2 separate regions of the Aedes albopictus genome follow, and region 2 is linked to region 1. A link is a contact called in public Hi-C data. All regions are on one chromosome and are shown on one strand. The core of a region is the stretch at or near the end of the contact, and the rest is flanking DNA. Distances in the headings are between cores, read along the strand shown. Region 1 holds the start of LOC109403072 (LIM/homeobox protein Awh). Region 2 holds the start of LOC115270379 (LIM/homeobox protein Awh-like).

Region 1 (7,206 bases), core at 1,672-4,171:
CCTTTCTGCTGCTTTCACTTTTCTACTCTATACATGGTAGAAGGATGAGCACAAGGATGATGGATGGCCGTTGTTCCTTTCCAGTCCGATTGGGGGTCCGTTATGAGTAGCAGTTCGCCGATGTCCAGGTATCCAGGTCCGTTTGAGCCACGGGGCTGTCACTCAACACAGACAATATTGGAATAGTTTGGAGTCATGTCGTCAAACCAAATTGTATAGTGCTGAGCCATCTCTACGGGTGGCGAAGTATCTAACTAATCTGTCTAAGCAGAATTGCAGCATGCTGGTCAAAGCATTGACTGGCCACTGCCGACTCAGTTATCACATGGCGAATATTCAGCAAGCTGATTCATTTGCATGTGATAGCTGTGAATCCGATTATGGAACTTCGTATCATTTGATATGTAACTGTCCCGTTTTCGCGCAACTGCGTTTCCGAGTATTCGGTAAACACTTATTAAGTGAAACTGACTTCAGAAACCTGAATCTTCAGGATATTCTGTTGTTCTTAACCCGCTGTGGTAAAGAGCTATAGGCTCTCTTTCGCTTTATGCGTTATTACAGTGCCCTTTTCAGGGCGCTGTTTGAACCCATTGTGGTACGCTTGTGCGTTAGTACCCTCTTCCAGGGTATTTTTCCTATTTCCCTACCTGTCCCTATCCCCATCCAACTCCTTTTTCCTTCCTTTTCCCTCAGGTAGATGATGAAATAGGCTGTTATTTTGGCGATGGCACAAATGTCCCAAATGGAGGATAACGTGCCTCTGGAGCCGGCCTTCTGATACCTGATAAAGTTCGGCCAACGGACTTCACTCAGTCCTAGGATCTCAAGCAGTGCTGAAAATTTCATTTCGTCATATCTAAATTCAATCACCTACAGCTCATTTTAGAAGCTGAACCTGAGAATATGATATATGAAAAACTTGTGCGGCTAGCTCAGTTCTGCAAGAAAGTCACGGAAAAAACGAAATTTTTCGAATATTTAACGTAAATGTCACGGACTACCTTCGAAAAATGCAAATGATATTCACGGTGAATATAATTTGGCATTTTTCAAAGGTAGGCCGTGACATTTACCTTAAACATTCAAAAAATAGCGGTTTTTCCGTGACTTTCTTGCAGAACTGGTCTAGCCGCACAAGTTTTTCATATACCATATTCTCAGGTTCAGCTTCTAAAATGAGCTGTAGGTGATTGAATTTAGATATGACGAAATGAAATTTTCAGCACTGCTCAAGCTTCATACGGCATGCCTCATTGGCTAGTTGTGCCAGTTTACCCTGATGGGCTACGGTTAATACATTCCAAGTTCAAATTCTTGTTCGTTGTTTCGCGCTAAAAATCGTTGAGGTTGAATCAATTCGTGATTTTTGTATGAGAACTCTAAAAAATGTCTATGGGTCGTCACACTTTGCTAAAAGCCCCCATCCCCCCTTCGTGAGCGTGATACAATTTATGACAGTTCAATCGGGGCCCGATCAAAAAGTTTTCTCCATACAAATTTTAAATGTACTTTAAAAATAGTTCCCGGCCACCTAAAATTGCCATATTTTGGATTTCAACTAATGCTTGAACGGAGATTCCGATTATGATATAAAGTAGATATCCCTAAAAAGTTTTGAAAAACCCAATTTTATCGTTACGTAATAAATGGTCGATGCCTATTCAAAATCATGGGGTCTTGAAGATATAATTTTGTGAATAACTCTTTAACTGTCAGATCAGGGTAGAAAATTCAATGACACTCAATTTGCTATGAGTATGACCAACCCCACCCACCGACTGGTTTTGATTTTGCGTCATAATTATATCTTCACCTTCGATCGAAGATTACAATCTTGTGTTAGATTCAACAGCTAAAACAATCATCCACGCACATACACTGTCGATTATTGCGTCAAAGATTAAATGCTCTAATAAAAAACGTCTCAAATTCCCCCTTAATGAGCCTTTGGCAGAGGAAACTAGTAAAGCCCAATTATGAAACGGACGAAGAAACAATCGGTTTTACGATTTCGGGGTGTCTAATTGAAATCGAAAAGACGCCTGGCACCAAACAGCCTCGACACATTAGCACATTGTGTCCGTTTTGTTTCGCTAAGCTTTATGGTAAATCATAAAAATTCATCAACCTTTTTACTTATAGCGCCATCCGGCTGACGACGACCAAATGCTTCTCTGGGATGATTTATTGGACAGTTCGCACAGGTTCGTAACGAGGCTTCTTATACGCAGGAGTCGGCCAACAAACTTTCCGTCATCATTTTCCGGACTCTTGCGGGCTCTTTAAACATGGTTCATAAAAGCAATCAGAATCTTTAAAATAAAATTAAATTTCTAGACTCTCCCGAGTGCCATCCTTTGGCTCAGTTCAAACATGCTTGTTATGAAAATACAATCATCGCACTAAATAGAGAAATAAACCATTTCAACCCCTATGCGATTTCAGAAGAGATAAATGCTCAAATATCGGAAAGATGTTGTGAGGGGTTCAATGGGAGAAGAATAATGCGAACCCGTAGTAGGCGGAGCATTCCTAGTTTCCATGACGCCTTGCTGTTATGTACAAAAGATTCTCTGCGAGCATCGTGGATTCTCCTGAGAGAAACAAGGGAAACAGACTGAACTTGTACACAAAAGCTTTGAAACAATGAGAGAATATGATAAAATTATCTCGCTCTCGAAAAATTGAGCAAAGCATAGAAGTAAACAAAAACATAAAAAGCATCATACAAAAAATGTTAAACAGAAACTACAAACAAAGTCCGAAGCCAGCTGATCTCTAGCTTGTTATTTCCTCAGCTTTTCGCTTGCATCTCACACATGATATGAAGTGGTACCGCAAGATCGAATCTTCAGAGCGAGCCTATAGTTGCACCCGGTTCATAACAAATCGATAAAAGCTGCTGGAGTAAAATGAGAGAAATCTTCCAATGCATACCAATCGACGGGTGCACCAGTCCCGAACGAATAACGGTCGCGATTAGACGTGTTGGTTTTTCTCACGCCGAAAAGCTCTCGAAATTCAGTTGATCGCGTGTTTGGTCCCGCGATTATGGTCTACTTTACCGGCGTTGTTCTATAAAATAAAAAAAATAGTTCGATTGTTAAAATAATTAGCAATTGGTGATCTCGTAATATGATGGTGAATTTTATTGTTTACCCAAACAAAAAATCATTAAAACAAGAAAACCGCATTGCTTATGGGGTACTCCTGAAGTGAAAAACAAAACGCTGAAGACGTTGTGACGGATTACATTCGGAATGCGGTGCAATAAACAAATGAATTTGGCAGCCCATTGTTTGTGGGAACGGCATTCTTCAGGGATCATCATAGGGGACGCACACGAAGGAAAAATAAGCAACTGGATTGAATCCATGCAATAGTGATAGGCAAATTTAACATGAAGGTAAGTTAAGAATGCCGACGGCTTTTTTATCTTGAAAATATTGTGAAGATAAGATGAAGATTAGTTGTGGCTACATAGAATGTATATGCAATGCATACACGGAATGATTTTGCCAATTATAAAATTAGGCGGAATTCCACGGAAACCTGTGTTCAGTGAATCAAAATTAAACCATCGCGCAACAATAATGACAATGTCGCAACCTGTATTTGTTGCGACAAAACAACACATGCGACATAAGTTTGTCCCAACTTGAAAAAAGTTATAAATTTTCTGGCTTAAGTGACCAAAACAACAAAAATTTTCAAACTATTTTGTGAAAATACAAAAAATCTATCAAATTTGTGAATAATTGTATTTAAAAAAAATGTAACTAATATGGGAGACTGAGGAGACGTGATCCCTGGGGAGCCTTGTTCTCCCCCACGTTTTTTTCGAAATCAAAACCAGTTTTCTTCTAGCATATTTTTTTTTAAACTTTTGGACAAAAGATTATGTTTAAGCTACAAGTGATTTCATATATGCATTGCAATATTTTATAATGACTGATGGCTAGTTTTCAGTCCTTCAGAAATATTTAAGGCGATTTCGATCGTATTTTAATAACTTTGTGAAAATTTAACCAAATCGTGTCAATATTTCCAAAAACTTAAAAAATCAAACATTTGAAAATGCCACTTTGGGGCGATTGATCAGCTTACAATTGAACATCGGTAAGAATAGAAAATTCCAATCGTAGTCCTTATTTCATTGCGTGGATCTTTGCCGTTTGTATCGAGTCGTATTTTCTCCTATGTTTCTCGCAATGGGGATTTTTACGGGTGGCTATTAGGCATACGCCAACACTCCTGTCTCGCCGGAGGGCCATCGTGCCAGTTCTGTTTAACGTCCCAACCAACACTGGGACGACAAGGCTGATGGGACTACCACCTTGGATCTAGCTGGGCGTGGTGCAGCGTTTCTTACTCAGCCGCTGGATGCCAGACCGTACCTCCTTGGTGAACAGACGCTCGGGTCGTACCTCCTCAATCTAGCTGAAGTCAGAAGGACAACAGTGCCCAGGCTGCACTACCAGCTAAGCACACAACTCTTAGCTGTCGGTCTTTTTTATCGCTAGGAATTTGTGAGGCTCTCCGTATCGCTCTCCTTATCCAATCACCGTTTTGCAGCCCTATCACCGATTGCAAGAGAGTTCGTGGGGCAATATCAGGCTGGATTCATGAGTGAACGCGCTACAACGGACCAGATGTTCGCCATCCGCCAGGTGTTGCAGAAATGCCGCGAATACAACGTGCCCACACATCACTTGTTCATCGTTTTCTATGACTATCCTGCATGTATGGGCAAAATATTAAAAAAAATTGTAGAGCCCATTTTTGAGTTAGGCCCTTTTAAAGGGCGTAAAGCCCTACATATATCCAAAGAAAAAAACGAAATATTTATGTACTCAGCCATTTTTTAACGATTTTGATGAGATATTTTCACTAAGAATCGTTATGCATTGTGTACCAGCATCAGCAGCACCAAACATAGTTTTGGTTGATTTGTTCATAAAAATGAGAACATTTGAGTGCTGTGATATGAATAAGTGAGTACAATTTACGTGAATATTACAATAAACTCCGAACATCTAGGTTTGCTTCAACTAAAACGTGGACAAAAATTACAAGAAAAGGAAAATATAAAGATATTCATGTACCTAATACATGATAAATGGTGACAAGCAAATTTAAAAAGAATATCAGGTGCTATGGCCGGACAAGATGGTGATTGAATCTTCCGCCATTGCTCTGTTGTTAAAAAAGAGGCAAATCTCAGCTTCTACTATTATTGATCAGAAATTTGATCGTTTACCCGAGTAGGTGAAAAAAATCTAATGCACAGCATATTCAGTTATCAGTTATTACTGAAGAACAAAAACTGATATTGGTTTGATTGATATAAGAAATAATAGCAAAATCTAGTATGGTGAATTGCTCAATAATAGGTCGTTAATATATTACAAGATCAAGCCAATAGCAGACAAGATTTGTCGACCATTTTCATAAAAAAAAATCCAACATCCAGCATCGACCTAGGTATTTACAGGCGCCGATGCCTACCACTCAGCTGTGGCTACCATGGGAATACCATGTGAATAAAAGCATGAGGTTCTTCGTTACCACAGCTCAGAAAGGGGCACATGGCATTTCATTAACATTGAGCCATCTCTATGGGTGTATGAATTCCATTTCATGCAGAAGAGCTAAATTTGTTCTTATGTAGAAATTTTCAGATATTTCGACATGAACAAAAACTGATATCATATCACTTTGAGTTATTCGTGCGATATTCATTGAATCTTTGAATATCACATCAAAATCACATCGAGCTGTGACAGCAAAAGTTGTTCGATTTGAGATATGATTTAGATATTCTCGTCTACCCGGGTATCTGCTCACTTCTGGTGCACAATCGACTAAAGTTTTGAACTTCATCTTCATCTTCAAAATATTAGAAAGAGAAGGAAGTAAAAATTACACGTCGTCCCGTGCGCCTGAACTGACAGTCAGGCCAAACATTTCTATAGGTCCTAAGTGCAGATGAGAGGCTCTCTTTAAGTCTCCTCTCTTTCGATTATAACGTGCTTGTTTTTAAAAATTTTGATTTACTTCTTGCGTCGGAAGGTAGATTAAACAATCCTTTTCCAATCAACACATCCCAAATTGTCAAAATGTCCACCGTGACATCGTAATTATTTAAAGCGAATCGGATCAAAGAGAGCCTGTCTTTTGCAGATTGGACCTTTAGATATATTTGTCACCAGTTCATTTGGCTACAATTCTCTTCGCCTCCGCGAGTCTATGGAATCTATAGTGTCCATAGTTAAAGCAGATAAAAAGCCATTTTCAGAATATCAATACATTTGATACATTTATACAAAACTAGCTGTCCCCGGCAAACTTTGTCTTGCCTACTGCGTTTTTGACGTTTCAAATCTCTAGGTCTCTAGCCAAGCCCAAGTCCCCGATCAAAATGCAAGAAAACCCGATTTTCAAAAACTCTCAATTTGCCCATGTTATTTGCCTCATAAACCTTCCTTGGGTGAAAACTAACAGAACAATACTTCAACGGCCAAAATTGGACCATCCGTTCTCAAGTTATGCGCGGTCCCACGTATGCCACTGCATTTTTATATATATAGATGGGATTTAAAGTTATTGATAAATCCACCATCTGAAGGAAATGTTTAATGTCCCTTCAAGTTTCGGAAATATTGTGTGGAAGAAAGAGGGGAACTGGGTTGAGATGGCCGCCTATTGATTCCTTTTTTTATTATCATCCATTTTATTTTCTTGAAAAAAAAACGATAGTAATAAACAAACCAGAACAGATACTCTACATAGATTATGGGCAGAGCCCAAGTTGCAATGAGCCGTACAAATTCATTGAATAAATTACTCCCACAAAATATGCAGATGTCTCTATAAAATGCGATATAAACAGACTTGCTGCGGTATTAGAGTCTTTTTATTTGCATTACTTGTCCACGTTGTGTCCCCTAATAAACGGCAACAATACACGGACAGTACTGTAGACAGTTCAACAATACCACATACTGTTCAGATCGTATCCCGAATGGGTGGTTAAGCACATCTTATGATTATCGTTTATGCGGGTCAGCAATTCCGCATTTATCATAGTTATACGATGAAAACCGCTTGTGATTAGTATTACTATTCTGCGAAATAAAACCTAATACGCAAAGCCATTGAATTCGAGCGGTCTGCGTGTTTCACTTCACAATTTAATGTGCT
Region 2 (7,206 bases), core at 2,540-5,039, 380 kb before region 1:
AAACCCATTTCTCAAGATTCGACATAACTTCCCACATGCTTAACATTCATATTTGAAAAAAAAACAATTTAATGTATTGTAATCTAATCTAATACTATTCCACTAAGGACATAGCTCAATAGTTGGTCAGCAATAGTGCACCAAGCAGCATCCAGCTTGAAATACTGACTTACCTTCTTTTCTTAGAAATTGATAAAACATACTTATTTAGGTCCAGTGATGCAATAGTACTATAGATTCGGCTCAAAATTTGTCCAGTGTAGTAGAGAACCGCCTTCAAAATTATACAGAAAAAAAGATATGCCTTTAAGGCGAAACTGGAAGCATTTTCTCATTTTTTTGGTTTTTGATTTTTCATAAAATAACGAAGCAATATTTTCGTGCACCTGTAGAGTATGGATCAAGGTATCTCCTGATTTTTTTCCAGGTGGAACATGTTTTTCTGTTTTGCAGATATCATTTTTTTGTGAAATTTTGTTTAAAAATGGTTTCTGCAAAAACTAAAAACATTTTCCATCTGAAAAAAAAAAAATCAGGAGATACCTTGATCCATACTCTACATGTGCACGAAAACCGATTTTGGAAATATTGCTTCGTTATTTTATAAAAAATCAAAAACCAAAAAGTGAGGAAATGGATCCAGTTTCGCCTTAAGTGCATTCTTCAACATTAACTTAATCCATAATGATGGTCATAGTGAAAAATGGGATACTTTTTGCTCCATTATTGCAACCTTTCGACCCTAGAGAAACTGTATTGTTTTTTTTTTTCAACAAGGCTTGATTCTATGCCATTATACACCTTATTTGAAAATAACTACATGTAAAGTTTTATTTGCATTGTTCTGTTAAATTTGCAATGCGTTACATCGCTATGTAACTTCAAAGAACGAAGCTGTTATGACTCCGGTAACAGCCATGAAGCACAGTAACCAAGCCAGCAATGCTATCAACACTTTTGTGAAATTTAAAACGATATACCGATGTTTTACAGTAATTTTGTTTTTATCTTTAATTTTTGAGAATCGAAAAACTGACCTCTCCTTACACTTTGCCACATTTCTATGATGTTGAGCCATTTTAACTCAATTTAATTAAGGTTATTATCTGCTAATATAATGTACTGAACAACCAACCAAGGCTGCTCAAATTTGATCAACGCGTTTTTTTATAGCCCTGAAAACTTGTCCTCTTTATAAAATGATCAGTCCTTTCAGTGTTGCAAAAAATCATCTCATTCATTTGAACACTAACCAACAAACCTTTTCAATAATTTTTACTTCTAGTCATGTTCAAAACGATTTCATTCAATCAGATCACCTATCAAATGAGAAGCGAATCTTTGTCAATTGAATAAATTGTCACTCGAATGAGTAGCAGAGCACAAAACACGAAAAACCCTTGAAAATTCCGCCAGACTGAAAAAAATATCGAATGTCGGGTTAAAGTCGGGTCAATTTTTATCAAGTGTTGGACCACTGTTGAACCAACATCGAACTAGTATTGGGTCTATGTTGGGTTTGGTGGCCAAAGTAAAAATAGGTGAATGATAGGTTGATGTCGGGTTTGACGTCATCAATGATGGTAAAAGCCTAGGTAAAAGCTTTAATTCTACAACACCACAAATTTTGCTTCCCAGCTGGGCCTCAATTGAATGATAATGTGCCTTGACTGAGGCTGAAGCTGTGTCAATTGAATGATCAGAGGCTATTCAATTGATATTCCGATGGTAAATGGAAAAATGAGTGGTTACCTATCTCAGTTTCAACTTCGAATGTCGGTTGATACTGACACTTCGCAGCACTGTGTTCTTTTAATGTTGCTACTGCCTAATTAGAAATCTGAAAAATTGTCAGCATTGGTAAGAGTATTTAGAAAATCCATAGTTTCTTGGCTTCCGTCTATAAGGCTGACACAAATTTCGATTTTCTCTTATGTCAACCCCCCCCCCTCGGACAATTTTTGTGAAATTTCTACAGTTTGAAGGGGGACACAAATATATTTTTCAAGAAATTTATAAATTTTAAACTGAAATTTAAGTCGTCGAGAAAATTTCTTAACAAATCCGATGAGTTTGACGATGTTGCCTAGTTGTTTGGGGAATTTTTCATCAAATACATTTATTATTTATCATACAACCCCCCTCCCCCCCCCCCCCACCAGAAGAAAATGAGATTTGTTCCGTCCTAAGGTAAAACGACAAACTGATAGACTTGGCCACCCTGGAAGCCGGCATTCTAACTCATAATTACCCTTGTAATTAGAAAGAAATATTGATCTTCAATCTTGATTTTAAGTATTGATTACAGTCCCAGTGTAATTATGATGTTGAAGTTTATGATCTATTTCCTGTGTAATTGCCATTCTTTATTAAAGGTCTACTCAACTTTAAAGTTGTTCGAAGCTTCCAGATTCGATTCACCACCAACTGCGGGCTGATTGGAAGCGGTAGCACATAATAGTAAAAATTGTAGGTTATAGCATGGAGTGAGCAATAAAGTCATTATTCATTCGCATGGTAATACAATTTCGATTGCTCTCAATAAAACGGCAAACTTTCAGTGACAACAAAAAATAAAACACGACCAGAGTGCTGGTTGGGTAGGGGAGGGAAAGGTACTCCCAACAGGATTCAGAGTTTTTGTACCCCTTTCACCACCCTCTTGGTGTATGTTGTTCCTTTCGATCTGTTTTGCAGTGCTTTTATGCTTTGTGTCCGAGTCATAATAAATGCTTAAACATGAAGCTGAGCATAACATATTGAAGTTATGCGAGAGAGGGAGAAATGTGGGATAAGGTGGGGTTGTAAGCCACGCCCCCTGGATAAAGAACGCAGTTTATTTTCTTCTGCAATTCACATGGTGGCTTATGTACTATTTCGAGAGAGGTAATATCGTCTCGCTCTCGAAAGCTCCCACTCCGAGACCTCTGATATTTCTCACTTGAAACCCGAGAGAGAATTCGTTTCAAGAGGGCCGTGTAGATTCAAAATGAAAGCAGACGTGTGGCATGGGAATGGATGGTAGTGCCCGTCGGAGACTCATGAATGGATGCTTTTATGATGTTCGTCGGTTGTGCCGTGTGTGGGACCGGATGGATGCTGTAAGGTAGGTGAGCAAGCGAAAATAAGCGGCTTGCGGGCATGCAGTGTATGTTTAGGCTGAGTGAGGTACCGGCCGCGCGGAGAGTAACCAACCGTGTACTGATCTTGGTCGCGGCGGGAGAAAACGCGAGATTTGCCAACCGGCACACAGCTTCCAGTCGTTCGTATCGATCTGATCGAAAGGGATCAGGTGTTTCTTCGAGTTGAGTTGTTTCGCGTGCATTGCGACGGTGTTTTCTTGTTCGTGTCGTCGAAGCCGGAGAAGTCCAACGCGAAACCGATTTTTCATTAGACACATTCCACGCACTTCTACACCGCGGTTTTTGAACTTCATTGAACGATATTTCCGAGCTCTGGCTATCGATTTTGATTATTTTTGCTTTAAAATGAAGATAATTACTTGTATTCTTCGAATAGTACCTGAAACTTTGAAAACTACTTCTAAAAAGTAGCAAATTTCTTGTCGTTCGGTCAAAATTCGTCATTTTTTGCGATGGTGTCCCGTTACGCTGTATTTCTTGATTTCTTTCGAAGTACAAAGGCCCAATTCCCAACTAGAAGGCACAAAATGCATCTTCCATTCAAATCTGATCGTTTGATATGCTGGTTAGCATGTATTTAACAACATAACAGTTTTTGGAAGCAAAAGTTTGATTCTCGCGCAAAACGTAACGCGTGGAATGTGTCATTAGCGCGCGTGGTTTTGTTTTTGGGCCCCGCATAGAATTACGGGCCGAGTGGACGCGGTTGAGGACACTGGCGCCGACGGAAGGTGGTAGCTGTGGGAACGGAAAGCGGCCGTGTTCGCCGTCTGCAGTGGCGTGAGAATCTTCGCATTTCGAGGAAGTGTGAAAGGGTGAAGCAAGGTATTCGGTGATTAAGAAGCGTGGGTTATCAACAGAGAAGTTTTGGATAATGTTTACCGTGAATGAAATTTACGTAGTGCGTATGTCCATGCTATGTGTTTTTGGCAGATGATTGTGGATAAGTGCCAGTGATCTAAGTTAAATTAGTGAAAAAAGGACAAGTAATACTACCAGCAATGGATACCATAAAAATAGAGCAATTGAAGGTATGTTTTCTGATTATAGTATACATAGGGTACATATACCATTCCTTGGCCTAACTTGCAAGCCGCCTTGACAATTTTGACCATAACTCATGAATTAATAGCAATAGAAATATTATGTTGACCCTATTACACACTCTAGGCAATGCATGTTTCACCAATTGGAAGCAAACTTACGTAAATATTCAAGAATTTACTTAATTAAGCTGAAAAGGTTCGATGCGATGGTATGCAACGTCGGTCTATGGTACAAAAATTGGCCTATTAGTGGATACAACGTTGGCCTATTGCTTTCCATGCACTAGAAACACTAATTATCTATTTTTTTTTCAATATTTCTGCTAAAGCATTATCTCTGCTTGTTCACCAATCTTGCTTTAAAATTATATTTTCTTAGCCAAATTTTCAAAAAAACTATAAATAAATCACTTTAACTAAAGTTCTTTCTTAATTTAGTAACGAAAACAACGCAAACCTATTATTGTGTTATATTTTTACAGTCGCCGCACACAAAATCTTTCTTCCTGTTCGTTCTTTCTGGTTCTTACACAAGAAATGTCGTTGACGTCTTTTTATCGCTGTTTTTGTCGTCACTTTACTGATGGGCCAAGATTTGGGTACATAGTGAAAAAAATGTCCTCAATATTCGGCCCACATTCAATTTGTAAAATAGTTATTATTCGTTGAAATCAAATACACAAGTTCAAAATAGCGTCTTTGACCGTCGCATCAAATGTTCAGTTATTGAAAAGTCAATTCGAAATGTTCCAGAATCATGCCATTTATGATCATGTGTATAGACTACCCACTAAGCCGAAGAATCATGGCGTCTACAAAAGCTAAACAAAGTGACATTTTTATTCAATTTTAATGCTCCAAAGTGCTAAAATTGAAACGAAATGTTACAGTTGTTTGGCGCATAGCTTTTCCGATATTCAGTTATGCGTGTTTGTTTGAGTTTTTGGTTTACATTGAGATAGGCCGAACGAGGGGACTATGCCAACGAAGCATCCAGATACCCTATCTAGTATTTATATTATATTTTGAAATCTTCAAAGACGATGCATGTCTTTAACCCTTTAATCCCAACCCCGCTTTAAGACAGGGTATAATTTGAGCATTCTGGTATTTTTTCTTTCCGGGGCAATGAAAACTTGTATATTATTGGCTGATATTTAGGGCTGTTCTGTATATTTTAAAATGGTTGTTGGTGTATTTTTAAGCGTATTTATTTTTTTAAATCATTGAAAAATTGTTGTTTGGTCATCTTTCAGATGCTATTCTATTTTTGTATCGAATCGCAAAAATTAACATATTAAAATAAAATCTCGATCGTTCTACTAAGTTTAAGGAAGTTGAATGCACTTTAACAATATTTTGATTAAAATTACACGGAAAGTTGAACCTTTCTATAAAATAAAAAAAAATATGTTTTAACAATAATCATAAAATCTCAAAATGTTTTCGTTTTAACCCGTTAAACCCCAGGTAAAAAATAAAAGTTCAAACAATCGCTAACAGCCTATTTCTTAACAGAATTTAACCAAATTTTGAACACAAACTTGCACAACACTTTAATTTTGGAAATATATGGGATCAACATTTTCTTGGACTTTTGGACGGAGTAAGGCCAGTGGGTCACTGGGTCAAGTCGGGCAAAAAAAAGGCCAAATACGATTCGCACCCCCATAACTTTCTTCTTAACGGAGTATTTCAATCAGAGTTTGCATATTCCGTTGCCTAATGATAGTTGAGGTTACTACAAGTTCGAATTTGAGATTTTCCGATAGGTTTCTTTTGAGTTCTTGGGATATTCAACATTTTTGAACCATCCAAGTCTACATTTGTGTTTGTCGTTTTCAAATGAAATTAAACACGAGATATTATTCCCTTATTGACCCCATAGGAGGTTCAAAAATGTAAATAATCAAATACAAAAATTCACAAAATTGCAAATTTAAAAGAATTACCTTTCAAAACATGTTTAAATCGATTTAGGATGACCACAAACAATATTCAAATCAAAATTTAAAAAATGGATATTAGAGGGTTAACTTTTAAACCATACTGAAAATATAAATATTACTTTGACAGTCACCTGACGGTGTGCAATCGATCACTTTGCAGAAACAGTATATTTCGTTGTTAGAAACGATTACTCTTTATCATTGACAAAATATTTTACCCTCACCTTATTTATACATGCTTAGTTATGATTTAATACTTTTTATATTAGGTACATTCAAAGCTTTACATTTCTCCAGAACTCTACGGTGTTGCTTTCATAACAGAAACTGTTAGTATATACAGGTTGATTCCGTTTTTGTCAACACGGTCCGCAATTTTCAGTTGACAAAAACGGAATACAGGTACCGTAATCCGGGGTCAAATTGATCACTTTAAAAAAAACTTTTGCGGATAACATCAGTGGCAATTCAAATATTGTCAAAAGATTTTCTGTAAACCAGTACCCAGTGGATCTCCATGGAACCATGTGGCAGAATTTTGTTCAACAAATTTAAACTTTAAGTTAAATAACTCCAAAAATCAAAAAATTGGAACATTGGGGCCACTTTGGGGCGAAATTGATCAGTATACATATACAATTAAGCATCGGTTGGAAAGGAAAATTTCCTTCTTCGCTTAATTTTTCCCTTCTAATACCGAATAACGCGTTTAAAATCTTACAACTAGTGAATTTAATACTTTAAATGCAAAATTTAATTTTAAAATTTCCCCTTAAACGCCTAAAGGTAGGCAATTTCATTTGAAATAAGTGATTTTCATCACAATAAATGACTATTTAATCATAAAATGAACTTTTTTTTAACTATGTCCTGTTCTGATTAGCTACATAGCTTCCCAACCAAGGCTCCACAAAAATGTTAAAACAGAGAATTTACGGGAAGTCCTATTAGCAATCGATTGTTTAGTAGCAATGATTTCAGTTAAATGAGAAATACATTGCAAATTCCTTAAAAAATAAGGCAAAACCAACTTTTTTCTAAAAAAATAAAAGTTTACACTCATCTCTA

What was found. Hi-C and Micro-C count contacts between places; a contact is called where the count stands out from the background.
Region 2: a Hi-C map of whole body shows a contact between it and region 1, with 5 times the contacts expected there. The contact joins the promoter of LOC115270379 here to the promoter of LOC109403072 in region 1. A contact is called at or near these places in 2 of 3 Hi-C or Micro-C datasets (embryo and whole body).

The regions. Positions count from the first base shown.
Region 1 is chr2:323,802,612-323,809,817 of AalbF5, reverse strand. LOC109403072 (LIM/homeobox protein Awh) reads left to right here and starts at 2,921. Exons shown (of 6, transcript XM_029879926.2): 1 at 2,921-3,409. The coding sequence starts at 3,404. All of the region lies in intron 1 of LOC134288239, which reads right to left.
Region 2 is chr2:324,182,308-324,189,513 of AalbF5, reverse strand. It overlaps LOC115270379 (LIM/homeobox protein Awh-like), which reads left to right and starts at 3,789. Exons shown (of 6, transcript XM_029879923.2): 1 at 3,789-4,174. The coding sequence starts at 4,145.